Linked DNA regions of Mus musculus: all the other regions are linked to region 4. Evidence: chromatin contacts called from public capture Hi-C and promoter capture Hi-C data. All regions are on one chromosome and are shown on one strand. The core of a region is the stretch at or near the end of the contact, and the rest is flanking DNA. Distances in the headings are between cores, read along the strand shown.

Evidence for each region. Promoter capture Hi-C pulls out the DNA fragments that hold promoters and counts their contacts. Capture Hi-C pulls out chosen DNA fragments and counts their contacts.
Region 1: a promoter capture Hi-C map of liver shows a contact between it and region 4, with 7 times the contacts expected there. The contact joins the promoter of Lrp2bp here to the promoter of Tlr3 in region 4. A contact is called at or near these places in 15 of 39 promoter capture datasets (the 3T3-L1 cell line, 3T3-L1-derived adipocytes, cranial neural crest and 9 more), 3 of 115 datasets of contacts at active chromatin or transcription factors (embryonic stem cells, large pre-B cells and neural tube) and 3 of 9 other capture datasets (adipose tissue, embryonic stem cells and liver).
Region 2: a capture Hi-C map of embryonic stem cells shows a contact between it and region 4, with 6 times the contacts expected there. The contact joins the promoter of Ccdc110 here to the promoter of Tlr3 in region 4. A contact is called at or near these places in 25 of 39 promoter capture datasets (the 3T3-L1 cell line, 3T3-L1-derived adipocytes, the C10 cell line and 15 more), 1 of 15 datasets of contacts at CTCF or cohesin (large pre-B cells), 2 of 484 Hi-C or Micro-C datasets (cerebral cortex and cranial neural crest), 13 of 115 datasets of contacts at active chromatin or transcription factors (cardiomyocytes, embryonic basal ganglia, embryonic forebrain and 9 more) and 5 of 9 other capture datasets (adipose tissue, embryonic stem cells, liver and 2 more).
Region 3: a promoter capture Hi-C map of hippocampal neurons shows a contact between it and region 4, with 3 times the contacts expected there. The contact joins the enhancer-like site here to the promoter of Tlr3 in region 4. A contact is called at or near these places in 6 of 39 promoter capture datasets (the 3T3-L1 cell line, hippocampal neurons, liver and 1 more) and 1 of 9 other capture datasets (embryonic stem cells).

The regions. Positions count from the first base shown.
Region 1 is chr8:46,009,299-46,011,998 of GRCm38.p6, reverse strand. Lrp2bp (Lrp2 binding protein) reads right to left here and starts at 1,397. Exons shown (of 9, transcript NM_026278.3): 1 at 1,199-1,397; 2 at 765-885; 3 at 1-53. The coding sequence starts at 864.
Region 2 is chr8:45,933,298-45,935,997 of GRCm38.p6, reverse strand. Ccdc110 (coiled-coil domain containing 110) reads right to left here and starts at 1,379. Exons shown (of 7, transcript NM_001033246.3): 1 at 1,284-1,379; 2 at 834-980. The coding sequence starts at 1,293.
Region 3 is chr8:46,039,119-46,041,818 of GRCm38.p6, reverse strand. Snx25 (sorting nexin 25) reads left to right here. Exons shown (of 19, transcript NM_001372342.1): 15 at 385-502. Among named protein-coding and RNA genes, the nearest start is that of Lrp2bp, 30 kb to the right of the region's middle. Within about 2 kb of position 1,353, at least 14 of the 459 cell types and tissues checked have an H3K27ac peak or open chromatin away from gene starts, as enhancers often do. A contact at or near this core is called in hippocampal neurons, where this site is marked.
Region 4 is chr8:45,409,128-45,411,827 of GRCm38.p6, reverse strand. Tlr3 (toll-like receptor 3) reads left to right here and starts at 1,448. Exons shown (of 7, transcript NM_001357316.1): 1 at 1,448-1,528; 2 at 1,850-2,032.

The sequences.
Region 1 (2,700 bases), core at 148-2,647, 600 kb before region 4:
TTCTTTCAGGAACTGCAATGCTGTATCCACCAAATTAGCGTGGAGGTAATAATCTGATTCAGAAAGGCAAAAACGGTGTTAGTTATATAACGTGCAGGTTCTCTCGTGAAGCCACACGTAACGTAGAATTCATTAGATGCTGTTAATCTCAGTTTCTTTCCAACTTCTCATCCCTAAAGCTTAGCTCAGAGAAAGAACATAACCTAAGCAGAGTCATGATCACAGCACCAACACACACCTGGCATAATCAAGAAGTGTTTATTGTGCTTGGGTGAGGGTTCACTGCCGGGTAGGCACTCCAATGCAGTCTCTGCATGCACTGGGCAAAGCTGTCTGTGAATGAGTTAAACTCTTAGCCTGAGCCATGTTAGGACTACTAATCAAATGGGCTGGCCATCTCCAGTTTAGTTTTTACAAGCTTATGTAAAAATAGCTTTCAGTATCCATTTGAAGTAAAGCGCAGCGTTGCGCTCTCTGAGGGAAGCAACATCTGGCGTCTCTTTTTTAGAACGAATCCCTAAGTGCTGGGGGGGGGAGGGGTGAAAATGTAATCAGGCTTGAATTGTGAAACACCTCCAGGATCAGCTTGCTGTCTGAGTAAGAAGGTCACTAATCTCCAGGAAAGCCAGAAAGGAGTATAACATTAACTACCTCCTGGAAACCAGTGGCATGGGTTTTTGTTTGTTTGTTTTGTTTATTCTAAGCTTACATGGAATTTCAGTAAAAATAGTTTCCAAGCAAGAATTAACTATTCAGATGTATACCGGGCTTTTCCTTCTTCCACTGGAAGAATTTCTGTTGTTTGGCAGCATACTGAGACAGAGAGAAAGGGTTTTTGGGCAACTTCTCGCTGCTCAGCTTCATCCTGTCTCCACAATGTGGGTCCTGTTAAGGAAGAACACATAGGTGGTTACAATTTCTCCTCCCGGGAAAGCACCAAGGGAGACTTCACTCCCCATCACAGAAGCATCTGCCCCACATTGCCTGGCCAAGGGACCCTGAGCTAGCAACAAATCCCGACTGGCTAAGGATTCACACATGGCAGGGGGCGTCCTGTCATTCCCAACTGCTGCCACTCAGTGGCAACAGACTACACCGCTCACAGTCGCTGCTCCTGTCACGGAGGACTTTCCTGTCGCCCTTTAACTGAAACTGGCCAGAGTAATCCGTTTCGGATGACAGGATGCGTCTGTTTTACCTGGGAATACACTGTGTTTTAGCTCTGTTGCTCAGTCTTCTCTTCCAGTCTGTACTGGATTGCCATGTTACCAGATGGACCACTGCTGCATGGTAAATCAGAGCCTTCATATAAAATGTAGGGGCCACCTCATTTGGGTTGAAGGAGTCCAGGTTGGCCTAAGCTGAGAGTAGTGAAGACAGCAAACTCTGTTGTTGCTATGCTTTTTTTTTTTTCTTTCTGTTTTGGTCTTTGACATTCTACTGGTTCAACTTACTTCCACCAATCAGGAGCCAGCGCCCAGGCCAGGTCTCTCTGATTGGTGGTCTACAGAAGTTCTTAAGAGAAGCTTTGTGTGATTGGAAAGCTGCATTTACATACTTACAGGATACTATTTTAGGCAACACGCTGCTTCATTGGATGAGAGTGGAACTCAAAAAAAAAAAAAAAAAAAGACATGGTTTACTAAGTCAGCAAAAAATAAAAATAAAATAAAATCACTGAAATGTCTGTATGTGGGAGGAGTTAATTAAGAGCTAATTTCTTTATCTGTAGTTTGAAATAAAGGTTCTTAAAGTGTCCTTTCCTTGATATACAAAGTTAATGGGCCCAGCATGGTGGCGAAATGTCTTTAATTCTGGCACTCAGGAGGCTGAGGTTAGCAGATCTCTGCTAGTACAAGGCAGCCTGGACGAAATAGTGAGACCCTGTCCACAACCAGACAAAAAACAAAGTTGCTGGTTACTGGGTTGGAGATGTGGTTTCAGCAGTTAAGAGCATCAGGGTTTAGTTCCCAGCACACCACAGGGCATCTCACAACTGTCTGTAACACAGTTCCTGGGGATTGGATGCCCTCTTCTGACTTATTCAGTCACTAGACACATGTGCCTAGTGTACATGTACACACATGTATCTCTCTAGTGATACACATACACACATGCAGTCAAACCACTCATACACATAAAAATAGAAAGAAATTAATTAAAACAAAACAACAACAACAACAAAAAAAAACAAGTCAAAGTGTTTCCAGAGGATCTGAACTTGGTTCCCAGAAGCCACCTTGAGTGGGTCCCAACCACCTGTAGCTCCAGCTCTAGAGAGTGACCACCCACTTCTCGGCTCTGCTGGCACCCCTCACATGGGACATATATGCATGCAGACACACATACACATACTCATAAGAATAAATCTTTAAAAAGTAAAGTAATTGGATTATGTATATTGCAAAATCTAAGTTTCCACTAAAGAATATAAAGTTCCCAATGAACGAAGCCACATGTGTAAGATATATAGAAGAAAGCAATCCAAATATGACAGCCTACTGTCAACCACCACTCACAAACTAGATGAAAAGATGTTATTTCTCTGAAGACATTAATACAGTGTGCTACTATCTAACAAGGTTTAGAGCAGAGGTTCTCAACCTTCCTAATGCTGTGGCCCTTTAATACAGGTCCTCATATTGTGGTGACCCCTCCAACCATAACATTATTTCTTTGCTACTCCGTAACTATAGTTTT
Region 2 (2,700 bases), core at 130-2,629, 520 kb before region 4:
ATAAGTCATGCTGTGGAGTATCACAGGAGTATCAGTCATCTACTGTGTTTGAGGTGAACTCTTCTTATTTGCTGCTGTGTTCATGAGGCTAAATGGTCCATGGCTTCCCGGATTCTGTCTCCCCTGAGTCTGACCTTTACAGGGGATTCGAGCTGATGTTTGCCCAGTAAGAACTTCACTCCTGAAACCATCTCCTCAGCCTCTAAGTGCAACACACATGCGCTTGCCGTATTGAGGCGACTCCAGCTTTTCTGACCTTTGTTGAGCGCAGGGGTAAATACTAGGCTATTTAAATGTCTTTAACCATCTGTGATGGTATTTAGTCTCGTTACCCTGCCCCACTTTGCTGGTTCCTCAGGGAAGATTACAGGTCTTCATGCCTGGTAACAGAGGAATACAGAAAGCGATGGTCTACTCATCCTCCATGTTCTCCATCTTCAATCAAGTTGACTTTTATCAGGGGAGGTGTGGCCTTGCATTGGCTAACGTGTGAAAAGGAACCCAGTCCCATGTCTACTCCATCAATTCTCTCTGCCTCACCTGGGGAACTCACGATTGGGGTCCCACCCATCAATCTAAAAGCCACCTTTGCTCATAAGTCCTGGCTCCTTCTCTTGATGTCCCACTGTGCACCCATGTGAGAGGGGTGCTGTCCCTTTGGGCTTCTCTTCAGGAAGTGAGATCCCAATGGCAGTGTTCTGTGGTCCTCAAGTTACTCTACACATCTGAGTCTTTGTTTATCGGAACTCGTGGCTGTTTGAATTCTTTCAAATATCCTCCCCATGCTATAGCTCATTTCCCACCAATATTTACTGCAAAAACGTAGATTTTACCTGGTTCATTGCCCCCGCTTTCCTTTACCCCCTCAGAGGAATTCAGGATCTTGGATGCTGAAAGGAGAATGGAGTCAACTTCATCTTCTTCCGCGAGGTGCTTCTCTGGAACAGACCCGAGCACAGCTTTTGGAGCTGGAAGGTAGCCTGGGAAGGTGAAGAAGCGAGGCACGGACATTCGGGTCGCCCACGCCCTCTGTGGCCACCAGAGGGCGCGCTATGATCAGGTAGAGATGTCAACTCTGCAAATAGGGGTGAAGGCGGCATCCCGCCAGGGGGCAGGCGAGTGCTTTCTCACTGAGCAGGGGATTTGAGGTCGGGAAGATAACGCACACCAGACCCATCCGGAAAACTCCGGAGGCTTTGGGATGAAGGGACATGGGTGTGGTTCCACTATCCTCCATTTCCCAGAGCCTCCCTCTAGAGGACAGCCTCCCGGATCGTTCTTACCGGGGCTCATTTCTGTCGCTTAAGATCTCTCCACCAACTGCCTTGCCCCAAGCATTCAGCTCTGCCGCTTCTAGCCGCAGCATCCCGTTGCCTAGTAACGGAGGTCGGGGGGGGGGGGAGCCCTGCCCACCCCCACCCTTTTCCGGAGCTGATGCAGACGATGTGATTGGTTTTCATTTATATGAAGTGCACTGATTTTCCTGTACACTTGATAAAACACTTGAAAAAGGCGGGTGCTTCCCCGGGAAGCAGAGCTTGAGTGACTGGTTAGAAAACACGAGCTTTTAAGTAAAAGTTTTCAATAAATACATATGACTTATTTTTGCAAAATCAGTTATCTCAGATAGAATATACAGTCATTGAGAACTGAATTTTAAATCACTGTGAGTAGGAATTGACAGCCACTATGATGTAATAATTTATTACTTAATAAATTACACCTGGCTTACTTTCAGGGAAGAGGCATGATGGTTTAATGTTCATGAGCTATAATTTCTTATTTTCTGGAGCAATGGTTTTTACAAGACTCGACAGTCTTTTTTTTTTTTTTTTTGGTCGCATTGGACAGCTTTAATACATTTAAATTTTTCAGCCTAATACATCTGTTAAACCACTATTCTAAAGAAAATAATATAGTTCATCAAATGCTGGGTATTAATGTAACAATGAAATATTATGTGACAACTCTAATTTGTGGATGGTGACGGTGAGTATTGGCTATTACATAGAAATCACCTGGAGATTTTCATGAGATGACTAAGTCACAACAGTTGGCATAGACTGTAAAACAAAATGATAAGTGTTTGCAATGTTAACCTCAATTTTAATCTGTGCACTGGTCTCAGCAGAAATCTACTTTTATTTTAGGATAACTTCTCAGTTAATCTATCAGAAAAATGACCTTTAGTAGAAAAGGTTTAAGTTTTAAAGATTTATTAATTTGTTTTGTGTGTGTGTGTGTGTTGTATGTGTGTGTGTGTGTGTGCATGCAGGTATGTATGTATGTGTTTGTGTGTGTGTGTGTGTGTACATGAGTGTGGAAGTCAGAGACTTATGCTGTATTTATTTATTGAGATCCACCTAAAGTTTTTGGAGCAGAGTATTTTGCTGCGCCTGGAGCTCACAGACAGTCTCTATTGTTTGGTCAGTGAGCCCAAAGGGATCCTCAATGTGGACAAAGGGCGACAGACATGTGCACCATGTTGCCCCTGGCCTTTTACCGTGGACATCAAACTCAGGTTCTCATGCTTGTGTGGTAAGCCATTCGCCAACTATCTGCCTGTCCTCCTGGACTATTAAGAGCAAATTGCTGACTTCATCCCATCTCTCCTGAACATTTGGGTGTGTATTTTATAAGAATACTGAAAAGAAGCACAATACACTGTTAATATTCAAGATTAGTGCTGATGCATAGTCA
Region 3 (2,700 bases), core at 104-2,603, 630 kb before region 4:
GACTAGCTCAAGTGTATGGGAAATGCTTGAAGGAGAACTTTAAAAATATCTCAATTACTTTAAAATGTGCATATTTTTAAGAGCAGTGAATTAAAAAACATTTTGGTTAAAAGTCAATATGCAAAAAAAAAAATCTCATCATCTCTGGGAAACTGTATTACAATTCCCTGATTATTTAAAGAGTGTTCCCCAGCCCCACCCCACCCCCAACCCCAGTTAGCTTATTTCAAGCTTTGAATCTGGCTGTAGAGTCAGGCTGTCCCCTGAGGTTGGACACTGATAGAATAAGGGTAGGGTGGAAGTGGGAGTTTGGGGTCTGTACGTGAACCGACTACACTTTCCTGGGTTCGTGACCTGCTGTCTGCGATGTTGCCTGTCCCTCAGGAGGAGATAGAAGAGGACAGCGACCTGTCCGATTACGGGGATGATGTGGACGGGAAGAAGGATTCCTTGGCTGAACCGTGTTTCATGCTGATCGGGGAGATTTTCGAACTTCGAGGAAGTAAGTCTCTTTGATGGCAGTGGGATTTATTGATCATTGCTCTGCTTCCAGCATGTATTAAATGTATCTGTACTCATGTGTTCATGCATCCAAGATGCACTTTAAAGATGCTTCAGGTGTTACACTTCATCCTTGGTGCTGAAGGTACAGCCTTAGGACAGAGAGAACTTCTATATTCCTGAGACTTGGGTTCCTGCTGTACTCAGCATTGTGCTCCTCTGTGTTAAAACAGAGACAATGCTTTGAACTCTTTTCGTGTGGCTCAGTATAGTTTCATTGTCTCATCACCAGAACTTACTCAAAAAATGATTTGCATAGCCTGTGATTAAAGATGCAGTTTTGATGCCAGGGTAGTGTTTTGGATATATATCATATATTATAAATGTATAAGATGTATAATATATGAAGGCTGAGTGTAGAATAGTTTCAGTAACTAAAGTTATAGAGTAAATAAACTTTAGAAATGGAGGCTAGTTAAACTGCTTAAGAAATTAGTCAAATATTAAACTCTTTCAGATGAAAGATTTTTTAGCCTTGTTGTAATTTAGATTCTTCTAAAATGGTCGCTGATCTTTAACTTGATTCAGTTTCGTCAGAAAACAATAGTATTACACTCAGTCTTTCTTTCTTCAATGAAATCTTGTCCACAAATCTGTGCGTCTTCCCATTTGCCACAGAGGGTGAACAATGAGAATGCAGCGTCCTACCTGGTAGCTTCTTTCCCATAACCTCCAAGAGACGAAAACACTCTGTGTCTGCATCAGAGCCAGTCCCAGCCCTAGGAGGATGCTAAATGCTGGCATTTTAGCCTGCTCATCCTCCGCTGACCGTCTGCTCAGAGCATGTTTGGTTTTGTCAATGACATTTCCGAGAGGAATAAATAGAATGCCTTGATAACGAGACAGGATGCATTTGCCATCAGCAGACGCCTCGGGTGGCTGCTGCAGCGGCCACCGTGCTTTGAACAGACGTGCTTTAATAGGCGTCAAGGGGGCATTTGGGCAGGTGGGGGCTGGGAATGAGGAGACAGGGCAAGTTCTAGGTGAGGAGACCCAGTGATGGGAGGGAGCCCAGCAAACGTCTGCTGCTTCTTTGTGTTCGGTGTACAGAAGGACCTAGTAAGACACAGTTTTATTTTAAATCCTCAACTGTCAGGCAGTTGTGATCAGACCGGCTGGCTAAGAACTACCTCTCTCCTGACCTAGAAAGGCCAAGCAAAGCTATCGTCATGAACAGAAATGTTCATTCTAGCCCAAAGGCCAGCCTAAAATAAACACATCTACATACATCCCATACAGAGGCTCCAGGCATCTCTGAAGCATGGGTCTGAATCCAGACCCTAACTTTTATTTGGGGGTGGTTAGGTTTTTAACTAGGCATTGAGGCTCAGTCAGTAGTTAGGAATACCCTTACATACCTTGGTCTACTGCTGGGTCTATGCCAGTTGTTGCTCTTGTGTAATCACCCTTGGGAGAGGGCCTTTGGGAATTTATTCCTTTTAATTTTCCCTACTCGATCCAGAAGGCCTGAACTGTTGGCTCCATTGTTGCCAAGTCTGTGTTTATCATTGTGCTAGTAGCCAAACATTCAGGGGCTAGAGATGGAAATGTGGATTTTTAAAACTTTTATATTAAAATTTATGAATGTAAAAAATATCATTTTTTTCCTTTTTTTGTTTACATTAATATTCTACACCTGTAAAATGTCTCTATGTTAGTAATAAAAGTTATGACAGGTAGAACCCCTCATGCACAGAAAATACCCTTAGTGACTGTCTTAATCAGGGTTTCATTGCTGTGAAGAGAACCATGATCAGAGCAGCTCCTCTAAAGGGAAACATTTAATTGGGGCTGGCGTACAGGTCAGAGGCGCACTCTGTTATTATCCTGATGGGAAGCATGGTGGCACACAAGTAGACACGGTGCTGAGAAGGAGCTGAGAGTTCTATATCTTCATCTGTAGGCAGCAGGAAACTGTGTGTCACACTGCTTGAGCATAGGGTACCTCAAGCCTGCTTCCACAGTGATGTCCTTCCTCTAGCAAAGCCACGCCTTCTCCAACAAGCCACACATGGGTCTATGGGGGGTGGGGTGGGCATACCTATCAAACCCCACAGGGACAGAGTAACACAGGCCCACTTTAATCTCATCCTCTTCCAGATGAGGGGCCTGAGGTTCAGCAAGGTGATGTATGCCCAA
Region 4 (2,700 bases), core at 199-2,698:
ACTTATCTAATGCTGCATGGCCTATCACTCCATTTCTAAACAGTAAAGCAGCAGCAAGATGGTTTGCAGCTTTTCTGGGATGTTGGCAGAACTTGTTGAAGAAGGTCATTCAAGGTCATTGCTGAAGAAACTGCAGTAAGTTAAAGTAGATTGGAGGACTGTCTCCCATGCAGCCAGAGTCCATGTTAGCCATCTCCTAGGTGTTCGTGAGCATGCACATTCCCCTCCTTATATCCATTGCACAGCTAATCTAGGCTTCTGATTGCATAGCATTGGAGCCCCAGATTCCAATGAAGCCTGAGAGAGACTGGTGTTCCAAGAAGACAAGTCTTAAATACAGAGGCACTTATCAGGCTTCCCTAATGGACTCAGAACCAGACAGATATCCACTTGGTCAAAGCTACCCAAGCCAAGGGTCAGTGTGGGAGAGGACCATACAGCAGCCGATTCTCTGTCAGGAGACTAGTCCTTTAGAGGCTAGCAAGTTCTTCTGTGAGATGGTGTCAGAAGTAAAATTACAAAAATGCAGCCCAACCTGTTTTCAAGGAACCCACAGAGGTGAAATCTTGCCAAGACTATCAACGTTGTGTTGGCATCCAGGTGGATCAATGTAGAGGTCATTAATTTACTGAGGACAAAGTGCTTGCTTATGGTGTTGAGCTAAGAGTGTAGCCATGAGCCAGGTAACCACAGGAAGTAACCTCCTGGGGCCAGGGAAGAGCAATTTGCACCAGGATACAAAGTTACTTCTTGCTTTCACTTCTGTGGCCATTCACCTTTTCCACTTTCACCTCTGCCAAACAAAGGAACTATTGACTGAGAGCTCAGGCACTCCCCTCTCTTGGCTTCAAGACAAGAAGATCAGGTCAGGTGCTCTCCCATTTCTTGTATGCTTTATTACGTTTAACTTTTTTTTTAAAACTAAATAACAACCTGGCTGAATACTATGTCATTGCTCATCTGTAATGAAAAGAAAACTGACTTCATTCCCTTGCAACTCCGTTTCTTTAACCAGTTGGAGTCCTCATAGCTAATTGAGGAAGAAGGAGTTAATCCCGAGCTCTTCTCTGACCAAACAGATGCCTACTGATGCCTAATTTGTGGGTTTTGTGGAAAACTGGGCCTGCTTGAGTAAGAAAGGCTCTTTGTGACACCCAGTGCTGGACCAAACTTCTGCCTTCCTTCCTCCCTCCCTGCTCCCTTCCCCCATTGTTATTTCCCGGCCTAGTTGTTTCTGGGAGTTTCCTGCTTTTGAGGCAGGACCTCCTCCTGTGTCCGAGATGTCCTCAACATTTCCTGCTGGAAAACTGGATGGCCATTTTTACCTAAGAGATTAAGTTCGACTTTACTCATTTTGCAAAGAAGATAAAGCGAGGTAAGTGAATGGCTTTCACTTTGTTTAGACACATCCCATTTCCCCACACGGCCGGTCCCTGTTGGCCCCTCCCACTATGCGCGATTCCCGACCAGCACTCTGGGTCTCTGGGCGGCAGTCCCAACCTCAGACCATGCACTGCGCATATCACAGGTTTGCAAGGATCTGAAACCCACTGCAGAGGGCTTGGCTCTGAAGCCAGAAACTTACTGACTTCCAGAATTCTGCCCCCAGGCGGCGGCCGGTTCCTCGGCTTACACCTTCCTCCCTGAAGGTCGATTTGTGACCATTTCAATGAATCCCAGGAGGCCCTTAAAAAGAAACTAAAAAAGGGTAACAGTTTAATAACAATTTAACTGTTTCGCTGAAAATATCCTCTCTCTCTCCCTCTCCCTCTCCCCCTCCCCCCCCCCCCCTCTCTCTCTCTCTCTCTCTCTCTCTCTCTCTCTCTCTCAACTTAAGTTTCACTTTCAGGCTGAAAGGAAATGTGTGATTTAAAAAAAAAAGTCTGAATGAAAACTAAGGGGATGCAGGACCTCAGGCTGAGTAAAATCAGAATGTACTTGGCTTTTGAGGTTGACGCACCTGTTCTCTATCTGGGAAGTTAAACTGCCTGAATCACAATCGCGCACCAAAAGAAGATAGAAGATGATGCAGGTATTGGGAGAAGGGGAAAAATGCACCATAGTTCCAAATGTAAATTTAGCTACAAATTCTGATATCTTGTGATGAAATGCCAATTTTATGCAGCAACTAAAACAACAGCAGCAAGAACATACTTCCTCTATAGACTTCTCTTCTTGGAAAGATACTTTGAGAAAGCATTCAAAGTGATTTTGTAAAAGGCTTTAAAAAGTGGGTGAATGTGGCTCTGAGGGGTGTAAGGGGTAAACAAGATCAAAATACATATGTATGTGTAATGAATAGTATGAAATCATCAAAGAGCAAGTAAAAGGATTATATTAAAAGGTAGTTAAAAATACTTTTTAAAAAATTGCACCTTTTCCAAAAACAAAATAAAACAACAACAACAACAACAACAACAAAAACGCAGAAGGTTAAAAAGTCCTTTGTATTTAGTGAGCTAGAAAGGAAGACCTGGCACTCCATGACAATGTTCTTGAGAAAGGACAAATTCTCAGATGTTTCTAGGAACTGGCCAGTCACTTTCTGTTACAGAATGAAGAAGGGCAGCAGGAGAGGAGGGCAGGCTGTTCTGGAAGTTGTAGAGTAAGGCCAGAAACCAGGCTGGCAAATTATGGACTAGTTTGGGGAAAGCAGTCAACCTTCACCATATAGAAGTTGTCATAAGCTCTTCTCATGAC